Linked DNA regions of Mus musculus: all the other regions are linked to region 2. A link is a contact called in public Hi-C data. All regions are on one chromosome and are shown on one strand. The core of a region is the stretch at or near the end of the contact, and the rest is flanking DNA. Distances in the headings are between cores, read along the strand shown.

Evidence for each region. A called contact is a pair of places that touch in the nucleus more often than the background predicts.
Region 1: a contact with region 2 is called in a Hi-C map of uterus, with 3 times the contacts expected there. The contact joins two enhancer-like sites. A contact is called at or near these places in 2 of 484 Hi-C or Micro-C datasets (nephron progenitors and uterus), 2 of 115 datasets of contacts at active chromatin or transcription factors (craniofacial prominence and embryonic basal ganglia) and 1 of 9 other capture datasets (adipose tissue).
Region 3: a contact with region 2 is called in a Hi-C map of uterus, with 4 times the contacts expected there. The contact joins the promoter of E030025P04Rik here to the enhancer-like site in region 2. A contact is called at or near these places in 5 of 39 promoter capture datasets (the 3T3-L1 cell line, embryonic stem cells, pre-B cells and 2 more), 1 of 484 Hi-C or Micro-C datasets (uterus) and 1 of 9 other capture datasets (adipose tissue).

What each region holds. Positions count from the first base shown.
Region 1 is chr11:108,482,651-108,486,800 of GRCm38.p6, reverse strand. Cep112 (centrosomal protein 112) reads right to left here. Exons shown (of 27, transcript NM_001373899.1): 7 at 161-208. Among named protein-coding and RNA genes, the nearest start is that of Cep112, 59 kb to the right of the region's middle. Within about 2 kb of position 1,865, at least 11 of the 459 cell types and tissues checked have an H3K27ac peak or open chromatin away from gene starts, as enhancers often do. A contact at or near this core is called in uterus, where this site is marked.
Region 2 is chr11:108,879,836-108,883,921 of GRCm38.p6, reverse strand. The region is part of intron 2 of Gm46298 (a long non-coding RNA gene); the gene reads left to right. Among named protein-coding and RNA genes, the nearest start is that of Gm36818, 26 kb to the right of the region's middle. Within about 2 kb of position 2,116, at least 11 of the 459 cell types and tissues checked have an H3K27ac peak or open chromatin away from gene starts, as enhancers often do. A contact at or near this core is called in adipose tissue and uterus, where this site is marked.
Region 3 is chr11:109,141,510-109,145,986 of GRCm38.p6, reverse strand. E030025P04Rik (RIKEN cDNA E030025P04 gene) reads left to right here and starts at 1,618. Exons shown (of 3, transcript NR_037978.1): 1 at 1,618-2,168.

The DNA.
Region 1 (4,150 bases), core at 616-3,115, 400 kb after region 2:
AAAGGGTGACGCACTCAATTTCTAGGCAGCAAGACTAAATTATGCTTCGGAAGGTGGAATTGAAATTGATAAATAAGACATTTCTTATGTTTTTAAAACTTCATATTTTATTTATAGTTAGCTGTCCCTAAAAAAAAAATCCAGTGGAATCACCACCTACCAGAGAAACTGGGAGAGGTTTCTGTCTCAGGTACCGGGGATTTTCAATCTGAAAAATTAAAATAAAGACATTTGGAGATGTTTGAATAAAATACATCTTTCTGTGTGAAAATTTCTTCTGTATAATTTAATGTTTTGTTTATTTTTTGAAGTGCCATATATGCATTTCATGTGGCCCTCTCCTAAGTCGCTCAGTCTCATCTAATGCTCACCACACACTTCACATTGCCCAAAGCCTCAATGACTTACAGTGCCAGACTTGTGCCCTCTGACTGCTTGTTTTACTCCCAAACCTTCTAAGCACACATGGATTCATTCTTTAAATCTCAATTCAGTCACTACATCCTAGATATGCTAGAGACATGGCACTTTGACTGTAACTAACAGCATCAATGAGGATAGAGCATCCTTTCCGAGTCTCCTAGCCTGTCTTTCAGCTTCACCATCCCCAGCTTTATCTACATTCCAGGGGCACTGAACAACCTCTGACCTTGTAAAGCACTCGCTAGCTGCCAGGAGATGCAATCTTCAAGACTAGCTGGCTCAGAGTGAGGCTCCCCAGGAAAATTAACTCTTGCCAGGCCAGTGCCACCTGATGCTCATCTCTTTGTATGACCTAAACTGCATTTTCTCAACAACAAAAAAAGTGAATCCTAAAACAAAGACTGTGATTGCCAAGTTCCCCAGTCTCTTTCTCAAACCCACTCCAGTGTCCAGTGATATTCTCAAAGCAGGGGAGAGAGGAGATGCATTCGGTCCCACCTTTTCCCAGCTCTATCGTATCCTGGGTTCACATAAACGGCCCCGACATACCTAACCTTAATTGTTGAGCAGTGTGTTTCTACACATACCTTTGGACAGATGGAGTACAAGGATAACGTCTCCTCAGCTTTGGATCTCTGTTTCCTAGCACATATTTAATGCCTTTCGATGAAGTATTGCTTGAATTGCTTAATGGGAACTTCTTTAAAATTTCTATACCAATCATTTGATTTATAAATAAAATAAGAATTAAAAATCATTGCTAGAAAGTCTAATTTCTTCATGTCATGTGCTCACAATTTACTACACTAATAATCACAAAGTGAACAAGAACAGTACGACTCTGGCCAAAGAAAGGGTTTTTACCCTGCAATACTCAATTAAGTGACAAACTTTCACATACAACTTATTAAATCTTCAAAAATCCTAGCTTATTTCCAAAAAGCTAAATTTTATATAATTGCGAAGCTATCTAAATTCAATTTGACATAAGAGGGAAAGATAAATAATCAATTAAAGAAACAGAGGTAATTGACTTAAAAACAAATGTTAAGATAGCAAAGAGTCTAGTATAACAGCAGACGAGATCTGAGGAATACATGCATTTTAGTCACTAGAACAGGAAAATGTACACAATGATTCTGTGCACGATGATTTTCTTCACCTAGAGACTAGATCCTGTGAAGAAGCACTGGTAACCAGTCTGAATTTAAATCTGTCTCCTCATCCTCCACATAGACCAACAATGGAAGAAAAGAAAAGCGCCTATCACCAGTGCCTACATCACAATGAAGAGAAAGAGAATAGTAATTCCAAGATCTACATGAAAACAGACAAATAAGGACCCCAAACCTCAACAGAATTAGCTAGTAAGTACAGAGTCTCCGTGACGCTGGGCTTGCAGTGTGGAAGCCTGCCTTCAGTGCTCAGGACAGGAAGCTTTCCTGGCCGACAGGTGAGTCACAGCAGTGTACTTCCTGTCACAGGGGCAGAGCGACTAAAGCACTGTGCAGAGAAGGAGGTGCCTACTTCAGGGGCACAGCTCTTCAGAACAGGCAGCAAACTTATAGGAAGCAACAGAGGACTCAATACCTACTGTCTGAAAGTCCATTTGTGAAAACAAAGTTGGCATTCTTTATCTGGGGAACACAGAAAGCGAGTCCTTCAAAGGCATACACAAACCAACACAAACACCCAACTCTAACTCATGAAGCAAAATTAAGTACAAGGGGAAACAGGAAAAGAAAAAAACAATTCTCAAAGACGCTCAAGCTCTAATTAAGTTTAGATTTAAAACCAAAAGCCAAGGAAACCATCTGTGACTTATTTTTGCCCAACTCTACATTTACAAGCAGGACACAAAATATTGGTTTACTTAATTACAACGCAGCATTTCAACTCTACAGAAGTAAGTCTTATTCCAACCCTTCATCTTTAAAACTATTAAGTAAAGAAGTTAAAGCCTTCTGTTATTATGAATTATTTTTTCAAACTAGAGAATAAAGAAAAATGTCTATTCTAATTCATAAGAGCAACAAGCAACAGTAAAAACTGGTAACAATGTCTGTTCTTCTTCATTTGTAATACACTGAGTTTGGGAAATAGTCAAAGGAAAGCATGCTCTTGAGTCTATTTAGGGAAAATAAGCAATCTATTTTCTGATTTTGTAACAACAGCCAGATGTGCTTTGAAGTTGACGATTCCCACTTTGTAATTCGCAGGCAGCATGGACTTGGATGGAGCAATCTGTAAACAGTCTTAAAGCCGACTTCTTTCATGCTCTTGCAGAAAACCTCTTGTTCTCTCAAAATGCATCAAGAATGAATGCCACAAAAAGGATGTCTAGCGTGGAAGCTACCCCAGACTCATGTGCAAATGCTGATGTGGATGAGAGCACACAGAAGGCACAGCCCCAAGTACGAGATTCCAGCAGCGTGTGAACACTGGACATCTGCACAGTTGTTCAAAGCAAACTGAATAGCAAGAATAAAATATATGATAATTTAACTAGCCAGTAATACAGATATCTGAATGTTCTCTAGTAAAAACTGGCTTTTAATGTTTTATTTTGTTTAGCATTTTAGCAGGCACACTGAATTACAAATTGCTTTTGTTGGCTTATATCTTCTTATTATTCAGGTTTTAGCCAAATTGTCCTAAGTTAGTATCTTCTGGTAGACTAATAGTTAGAGTTTTGTTTCCAGAAAGGTTAATAAGCACTTTATCAGATACATGAACTTTAGAAGGAAATACATTATTAAACAATATATTGCCAATAATGCCACTAAAATATTTTTAATTAGAATATAGGAAACTCTACAGGAACGAGGGGAGCGCCTGGGGATTCAGCTTTCAACATCAAATCAACTATGCTTCAGGATTATATCTTATTAATATTTTAGAACTCAACGTTTGGGGCCAAAGATGGTTCGGTGGGTAAAGTAACCTACTGCCAAATTTGACAGCCTGAATTCAGCCTGGGGCCCACATGGCAGGAAAACCAACTCCCACAAGTTGTCCTCCACATACTCCATGTGAAGATTCATTTACTAGCTTACCGAAAATATTTCAACAATCATTTAACAGGCTTAAATAACATACATACACAAACACGCCATCCACTGGCACAAAAAAAAGGAAAAAAAATCAAATGAACAGAACACAAGCAGACACTGTTGTCTGCTTCCTGTGAGACAAATTACACCTCAGCACAACAAGAAAAGCATGTTCCATCAATGGGTTCCAATGGGCTCAGAGCTCGCTTTTGGTCTTGTTTTAACCTGGTTGGGCTTAACTTAAATTAACCAAAAGTTCTATACCCATACTTCTCACTTTCAGAAATAGTCATCTCCTTTTTAAGACAAAACATCAACTATAATAATTTCTCCAACCTCAAAACTAGTTTTCTTTTGGTGTTTTAAACTTTATAGACTTGTGTGTGTGTGTGTGTGTGTGTGTGTGTGTGTGTGTAAATCTGGAGGACACCTCTGAGAATTGGTTCTCTCCTTCCATGATGAGGGTTCTGACAATCAAACTCAGGGCTTGAGGCCTGACAAGTGCCTTTACCCACAGTCACCTTAACTGCCCTTGTTTTGTGTTGTTTTGTTTTGATTAAGGTAGAATTACTCTATACCTTAGACTAGCATCAAACTCATGGCAATCTTCCTGCCTTAGCTTCACAAATGCTGGGATTACATGTTGGCCTGGCTATTGCTTGACTTCTTTCAAA
Region 2 (4,086 bases), core at 867-3,366:
CTGCACATAGAATCTGTGATCTGCACTGCATGAAAATGACCCCTTAGCAAAGGGATTTTGTTTTCTTATGCCCTTCCTTGCTCTTCTTAACCACATCACAGTTTTCTTTATGAAACCCATGTCTTGGGGCTGGAGAGATGGCTAAACGGTTAAGAGCACTCAGTCGCTGGCTGTTCTTCCAGAGGACCCAGGTTTGATTTCCAGCACCCACAGAGTCTGTAACTATATCGCAGGGGATCTGACACCTTCTGACCTCTGAAGAGACCGGGTATGCCACATGGCACACAGGAAAACACATGTCCACATTCGAATCAAAATAAACCTAAAACTAGACAACCCCTGACACTGACAAGGTGCTGCAATAAAAACAAGCAATACTTGGGAGGCTGGAGGAGGAAGAGCGCCTGGGGGTCCAGGGCAGCATGGGGTCTAAGGTGAGACATTGTCTCAAAGAGCAATCAGACAAGACAGAAGAAAGGCCTAAGGAAAACAGGCACTTCTGTGATCAATTTCATAGAACCACACAGATAGACACACTAACAGACACACTCACACACACAGAGACACACAGAGACACACACACACAGACACACACACACAGACACACACACACACAGACACACACACACACACACACACACACACACACACACAGACACACACACAACACATAGCCAAGCCAATCCAAGCAGGCAGGCCCATAGGAAGAGGAAAGCTGTTTCTGAGGTGATCTGAAAGGATGCTCTGTCCTGTGGCTCACGGATGCCTTGCTGCCTTCTGGGCGCCAGTAGTTCTGTTGGAAATCCTCATCCTTCGTAGCCTTGTCTCCTTCCTTGTGTGTGTGTGGTGTGTGTGTGGGCATTAAGGTGTGTGTGTGTGGTCTGTGTGGTCTGTGTGTGTGTTCAGCACAGTTGAATATATCTACTTTTATCTCCTATTTTTCATTTATCGCTTTCTGTAGCTCCAGCTCCTGGGGTCTCTCATACATCAACCGACAGTTCAGGGGTCAACCACCACTTCAGGGGTCATCCAAGGAGTTTAAGGAAGTTCACGTGCAGATCTGGGAGCTCACTATCTATGGTGCCTTGAGTTCTTATTCTCCCCATGTAGAATAGACTGTCCTCAAATGAAAGATTTTGTAAATATGGCTCCCAGTGAAGTTCCCTTCTTTCAAAGGTTGGGTGTTCTCCAGTTTAGCCTCTCACCTATGGGTTCTAAAATGATTGTTTGCCAAGCTCGTTACTGTTATGTTAGAGAAGTGTTCAATACACACCAATTATTTGAAGCAGAACTTGATGCCATCTTCCTGGTCTTTACCTCTGAATCTTTGATCTAATGAACATCTTCCTTTACCTGAAAGAATAACACACCACGACATGGTGATGGCTCTCATCCCTTGGGACATCTGACCGGGTGTCTGTCTCTGTGTACGTATGTACGTGGAAGAGTTGGCAGCAAGGACAACAGCATTGAAGGAGATGCCTTGGGGGGACTTTTGGGGGATGGGTATACACATATTCATATATACATGAGTATGAAGTCAACCTCAGTTGCCTGCCATTCCTTGGCTAGGAACACCTTATTTTAGAGACAGGGTCCCTCACTTTGACTGCAACTCATTGCTGAGATGAGGCTTGCTTTTGCTGGTTTGCAAGCCCAGGGAATCTCTTACTTCCACCCAAGAGCTGTGATTACAGCATATCTCACCACGATGGCTTTTTTCCCCCCTCCACAACAACTCATGTCCTCATGCTCACATGATAAGCATTTGACCAAATAAGCCATCTCCCCAGCCTCTATTTGGAAACTTCCTGAGCATCTGTGGGGGCTGCAACTGGACTAAGCCCAGGGATCCTCATGGCAGAGATCATAGCATCGCTACTCAGCTATCAGGGCCAAGAAAACAAGGTGCACCAAGGGAAAGGCCAACAAATGTTGACTTGACCGGAATTCCAGTTCAAGTCCCTGTTCCCAAAGAGCTCACAAGGTGACCTGCTCATCAGAACGGTAACAACTATTTCCCCCAGAAACACAACCACCTATGAGACACAGTTCAGCCTTAATCGAAAACAGCTGTGCAATGGAACGGCCTGCACATTAAAAACAGCACTGGAGATGTGGTTCAGGGATAAGAGTTCATGCCTGGCATCTGTAAGGCCCTGTTTATAATCCTTAGTACTGCACACACAACACAAGAAGTATGTCTAATCCAGCTTTGTGGTATTAGGGTATAAATTTCACAATCTGCCTCAGTTTCTCCAACTTCAAATGGCTGAGGAGACCCTGTCTGTGTTACCAGGATCCTTGTGGTTCCAAGCTCCAACACCGTTAAGGACTCAAACTTGTTTGTGGTTTATAGAGAGCAAAAGGGGCCCCGTGACTCCTCCAATGTAGAGTCTTGAAATGAAGTTTGTGCTACCGAGTAACCTTGGCTTGAGTCACGTCCTGTATAGACCAGAGTCCTGATCACACAAAAGGGTACTTGGCATAAGGAATTATCAATTGGTCAGCTGCAGCTCAGCTAGGCCTGTGTCCTCTGGGGTTGGGGGTTGGGGGAGGGGCTCCCGGACTTCCTTGGTGTCAATCATTGTGGTAAGAGTGATGAGGGAGATCTAATTCCTGCTGGAAGCAAGTTAGCAGTGACAATGGGCAGATAGATAATAAGCCATCACTTACAATGTGCCCCTGTGCTGTGTTGTGCTCATCACAAACATGACAGGGGTAAGAACCACAGAGTGAGAATCTAAGTGTCAGGCTCCATCAAGCTCCTGACTGCTCTGTCACCTCCTCCACTGGTCTCCATAGCTCATGAATAGCAGCTACACGCTTCCAGGTGCTTCTGCCAATCACTCTGCAGCCGCCCCAGATTTTCCGTATTCTGTCCAAGAGATCCCACCCCAGTTGATTTGCCCCTGGGGTCTTCTGCTGCGCCGCCCTTTCAGGTGTCCAGGTTAGAACGCACAGTCACAGTCATTTCTTTTTGGAAAAGGGATTTCAGTTGTCCACTAATTCAGTGGATCAATCCACAGACCATGGCTCCAGGTCAGCCTGAGCTCAGATCTGCAATTTTCTAGTTCCATGAACGTGAGAGAATGTTTTCTTCTTAAAGGTCATAGGCGTTGCTTTTTCCCCACTAGCCATCTGGACTAGCTCAGGGCTGAAGATAGCTGGAGAGGTCGCCAGCTCTGCTTTGCTTCTGTCTACAAATATGATGCAATTTTGTGGTCCCTTTAGATAGAATTCCTCAACCCTGGTTTCATGGCCTTTGGGAACAGAATTTCTACTTGACCAAGGGATCAGACAGTGGGGATTAATTCACAGTGGCGTGAAGGATGAGAGCTCTTGTGTCCACACTGGACAGTTCCACATGACCAAGGGGCACTTACTGTAGGGAGGGGTCATAATTCTTGGGTCACCCATGACAATGTTTCCACTGAAGGGGAGGAATTTCAATTAGCTACATATGGCATTGGTCTGATGCAATATTTGCTGCTCTTCAAAACAATAGAAAACTCCTATTGATTTTTTCAAAATCATTTTATTTTATTTTTTTATTTAATATATACGAGTGCACTGTAGCTGTCTGCAGACACTCAAGAAGAGGGCATCAGATCCTATTACAGATGGTTGTGAGCCACCATGTGGTTGCTGGGAATTGAACTCAGGACCTCTGGAAGAGCAGTCAGTTCAGTGCTCTTAACCGCTGAGCCATCTCTCCAGTCCCTCCTATTGATTTTTAATCAGAAAAACGCCATCATAATTTCCTATCCCCCTCAGTCATTCCAGAGACACTGAACTGGATGATATAATGAGGCGCTGCTACTCCAGACAGGGTTTCGATATCCAGCCCTGCCAGGTTGCCTCTATGGCCATCCTCCTGCCTCTGCATTCTGGATGCTGGGATCACACCTAGCTGCTAGAATGTGATTCTTACTTCTGTGAGTTCAGTTATACAATGTTCCTGAGGCTAGGGAGTGACCTCTTTACATTTGGAAAAAGAAAGGCAGTGCTCCAAAGTGGAAGTGGAGACAGATTGAGGTTGGGGTGGGAGTTGTCAATGGGACTCTTGGGAAGCTTCATCTTCAT
Region 3 (4,477 bases), core at 369-2,868, 260 kb before region 2:
GATAACTACCTTGCTTTTCTTTTCTTGGGGGTTGCTTAGCATCTGGTGTTGTCTTGACCAACAGGCAGTAGCAGTGGTAGTTCATGTTGCAGATTTGAGAGGTTCCTAGAGGCTGTGCAATAAGTCCAGGGTTCAGAAGCACAGTGCTGGAGTCCTGGGCACTATTCATAAGCAGAGAGGGTCACTCAAAAAGCCCTTTTAGAACCGAAGGCCTGTGAGCATGTAGCTCTGACCATGGTCCTAGCAGTCCAAATGGTCCTTGTGAAGATAGAAGGAGGACGTGCTTAAGAGAACAACTACGGAAGTATTTCAGCTTGACTGGGGCAGACGATATTGACAAGAAGGCATCGGTTGGAGACAAACATGAAATACTTACTGGCCTTAGTAGGCAGATGATTCCAGCCATGATCTTAAGGTCTTACATGGTAAGGATCCTAAGATGAGTTGCTAACCTGACTCCAAATCAGACCTTACAGAGAACAGCCAAAGGGTCTGGAAAAGAAAGGAAGTGAAGCCCACCTCCAAGAGTTCCAAAGGATGGAGGGTCTCATTCTGCATGCTTGCTTGGCGAGGTTACGACAAATGCCTGGCTCGATTCCAAGTTCCTAGAAACAATGTTTACAAGATAGTGCCTTTGTTCCTCAAGAAGTAAATACATAGAATCCCAAGTCCAAGCCAGGCGAAGGCCATTGCAGTTCTGTTTCCCTCAGTCCTAAGAGTCTAGCACTCCAAGGACATGGGATGGACGCTAATAACCAAGCTTTATACAGCATCTGGCAACGGCACTCATAAAATCCAGAGAGATTACACGGCCTGGGAAATGGTGCAATTAGTTAGATTTATAACCAGCTGACAGATTGTACCCAAAGGATGCTGATAAACAGGATATAGAATCTCCTAAATGGAGACCTTCAGGAATGAGACAGATATCGTCAATAAGTAAGAGTGGGCTGTGTGCCTGATAACAGGGGACAGTTGGGACAGAGGCCAAACAGAGAGCCTGTGTATCGACTACCAGATGTGCTCATTGCACGAGTCCCAGGTAGAGTGCATAGTCTACAACCTACATAACTGTATACAGCTGCTCCAGCTGTTGGGTTGTGGTTCTGGTGTTGACATAGCTTCAATCGTTCAGGAGAAGCTTTAAAAAATAATCCAGTGTTGGCCACTAATTCAAAGGTAAAATAAAAAAGAAACATAAAATATTATTCAGTCCAAACATAGCACATCTGCAGGCCTCATCTGGCAGCTGGACCATCAATATGTGAACTCTGACCCCAGAAAGATTTTCAGTAGCATGGGGCTGTGTCATGTGTCCACTTCTATTCAACATGTTTATCAATGACTTAGATTAAACTCTAGAAAATATGAGGGTCAAATTGATTATTGATCCAAAGCCAGAGACACAGCTGGATGGCCAACTCTGGATTCTCAATCACTTCAAGAGACAGAGACTAGGACTGGGTTATGCAAGAGGACCTCTGGAGTAAACAAACGTTAGATCACGTCCTTGGGCAGGGTGTGTGTGTGTGTGGGGGGGGACGGGACAGGGACTGATCCACACAAGAACACATGACTTACCAGAGCACGTGGTAAGAGGGGAAATGCTGCAGAGTCTTTGCTGCCCACAGATCAGCAAACACACACTGGTGTGATGTGGTTGCCAAGATGAGAAGGAATTTTCAGCTTCACCAGGGGGAACAGATCCCATTCTGCTGGGGCCAGTGGCAGCTGGAGCTTTGCCCTTGGTTCTGGGAACGCTCTGAGATGGATGACTGCGAGATTTGCAGCAAGGAGGGCAAAGGGATTGAGCACTACTCAAAAGGAGAGTGAGTAGCTAAAGATGTTAGGGCTTCCTCCTCCCTTAGAGAACAGAAGTCTTGGCGTGTAACTCCTGGGCTCTGACATCTGGGGAGTTTCGAATGGATGTCTCAGACAACACCAAAGAAGAAGAAAAAAACATACCAAGAACCAGAGTTTAGTCAACCCTTCAGATACTGCGTAAGCATGTCTCAGATTTGGGGGAAGGACTGTCCCCACCTCACCCCTGGGAGCAGCAGGAGGTGGGTCAACTTCAGCCAAGACCAGGATGGAAGGGATCCGACTGTTAGACGCGTGGCCGTCAGAGACACAGAGGACACAGCTAATAGGATGCAGAAAAGGCCCAGGTGAGAGTTAGCTGTGACATTTTTTTTTAAATAACCACTGAAACTAAATAGCCACATACAAACTTCTAACTTTGGCTGGTAAGGAACAGCGTATCAAACGAATTTAGGAGGAGGGGCCCGAGGCCAATGGGTACTTAGGAGACATCAACATGACAAACCATAGTTTCAAAAGTGGGGTTTCAAGTCGGGCGTGGTGGTGCACACCTTAAATCCCTGCACTTGGGAGGCAGAGGCAGGTAGATGTCTGTGTTTGAGGCTAGCCTGTTCTACAAAACGAGTTCCAGGACAGCCAAGGCTATACAGAGAAACCCTGTCTCGAAAAAAAAAAGTGGGGTTTCTTCTGGGGTTTCTTCACCGAGGACTTCAGGAAGACACCTCATCTTTTTCCACCTTATGTATCTCAGAGGGCCACACTTCCACAAAGATAATTTTTCTCACCAAGTCATGAGAACACTCCCCGTTCTAAGAATGTAGGAACCCATTGCTCTTCCCTCAGAATAGACTGGAATCTCTTCACAAAGCATTGAAATACAACATCTTCTTTCAACGACTGGAGGTAAAGCCCATTCTAGTGTCACAGAGGGGAGAAGGGGATCTCGGAGCGCTACATGGTTGCCTGAGGTCGTGGAGGTCTAAGTCTGCTCTAGCAAGCATTATAAGTGCCCCTCAGAGCAAGAGTCAGCAGACTCCAGGGGAGGCACAGGATCCCAGCTACAGACCGACTTCTGATTCTTTGCTCTTTCATAGGCCTTCACGCCAAATGTCCTGCTATAAAACAAAGGGCCTTCCCATTAAGAACTGGCATCATACTTGGCACGATAGTATATATCTGTAATCCCTGCAGTGCCCAGGAGGCTGAAGGAGGACTTTCCTGAGTCTGAGACTGGCTTAGGTTCATACAATGAGTTAAAGGTCAGCCTGTGCTATAGAGTGGGCACACACACACACACACACACACACACACACACACACACACACACACAGAGAAAGAGAGAGAGAGAGACAGACAGACAGACAGACAGAGACAGACAAACAGACAGACAGACACACACACACAGAGACAGACAGACAGACAGACAGAGACAGAGACAGAGACAGAGACAGAGACAGAGACAGAGAGAACTAACTTGTAGACCATAATAATGAACATTGACTTTGTCCATTATAGACAGTCCCAGTTAGCAATGCAGGGATGTATGCTCATAGCAGGCATGGGCTAGCCTGAAGGCTAGGGACAAATTCTGTGGCCATAACATTAATGTGACCTTCAACCACAGACGGAGTGTCAACACCATTATACACATCACCATCACCATCTTAGGTGCATTTCTGTCCTTAGCACTCAGCCTGGCTTATCATCATGGTAGATAGCTTCCAGGGTGGTACCCAGCTATCCCTGGATTCTGATAGTCACATTCGTGCACACATTGGATGGGGCCAATGTGAAAAAGGATGACTCACCTTTAAGTAGGATATTACAGAAATGGCAAGAGTGACTCTCTAGGCAAGGTCATCAAAATACTCCTTGTTTTGTCTTGGCTGTGTCTCTGCCCACTCCGGGCAGGCCGGTCACCATGTTGTAAAGACATTCAAGCGGGCCTCCTGAGAGAGCCACGTGGTGAGGAACGGAGGCATCCTGCCAACCTGTGACTGGAAGCAGACCCCGAGAACTGAATTGAGTCCGTAGTCACATGCTGTCCACCTGACTTCATGGGCTCTATCTCATGTAGAACCCTGATCCAGACCACTGAGCCAAGCTTCTCTGGAATTCATGGCCCAGAGAAATCAGAAGAGATAATACTGTTTATTGTTATTGAAGTTGCTTCACTTTGGGGTGACTGGTTACATAGCAAAATACCACCCATGCATCATCCATAAATTCGTGATGAATGGAGCCAATAATGAGCAGGCAACAGATGATTATATCTGACTACGCCTGGACATAACCGGTAGCCACTGCGGCTCAGTTCTATTGAGAGACGATACTGCCCATGCCTTACACAACACACCCCAATTCCATTCTACAACAGAGGAAGAAGGCAGATAGCCCAACATGGCTCTCACTCCACCTACAAAACTTGTACACTACATGGTACACTACTGTACAGTCATTTGGTGGCTTGGAATCTAGTTCTAACAGGTGTTAGAGCACCTGTTAGCCTGAATGAGGCCCCGAGTTCCATCCCCAGCACTATGGAGCTAGGAGGGGAGGAAGAAGAAAGCAGGGCAAGGGTAGTGCCAAAAGAAATTCACGGCATGGCAAGGAAATACGGTCATAATAATTCACTGTTGATTAAAACAGGAAGGCA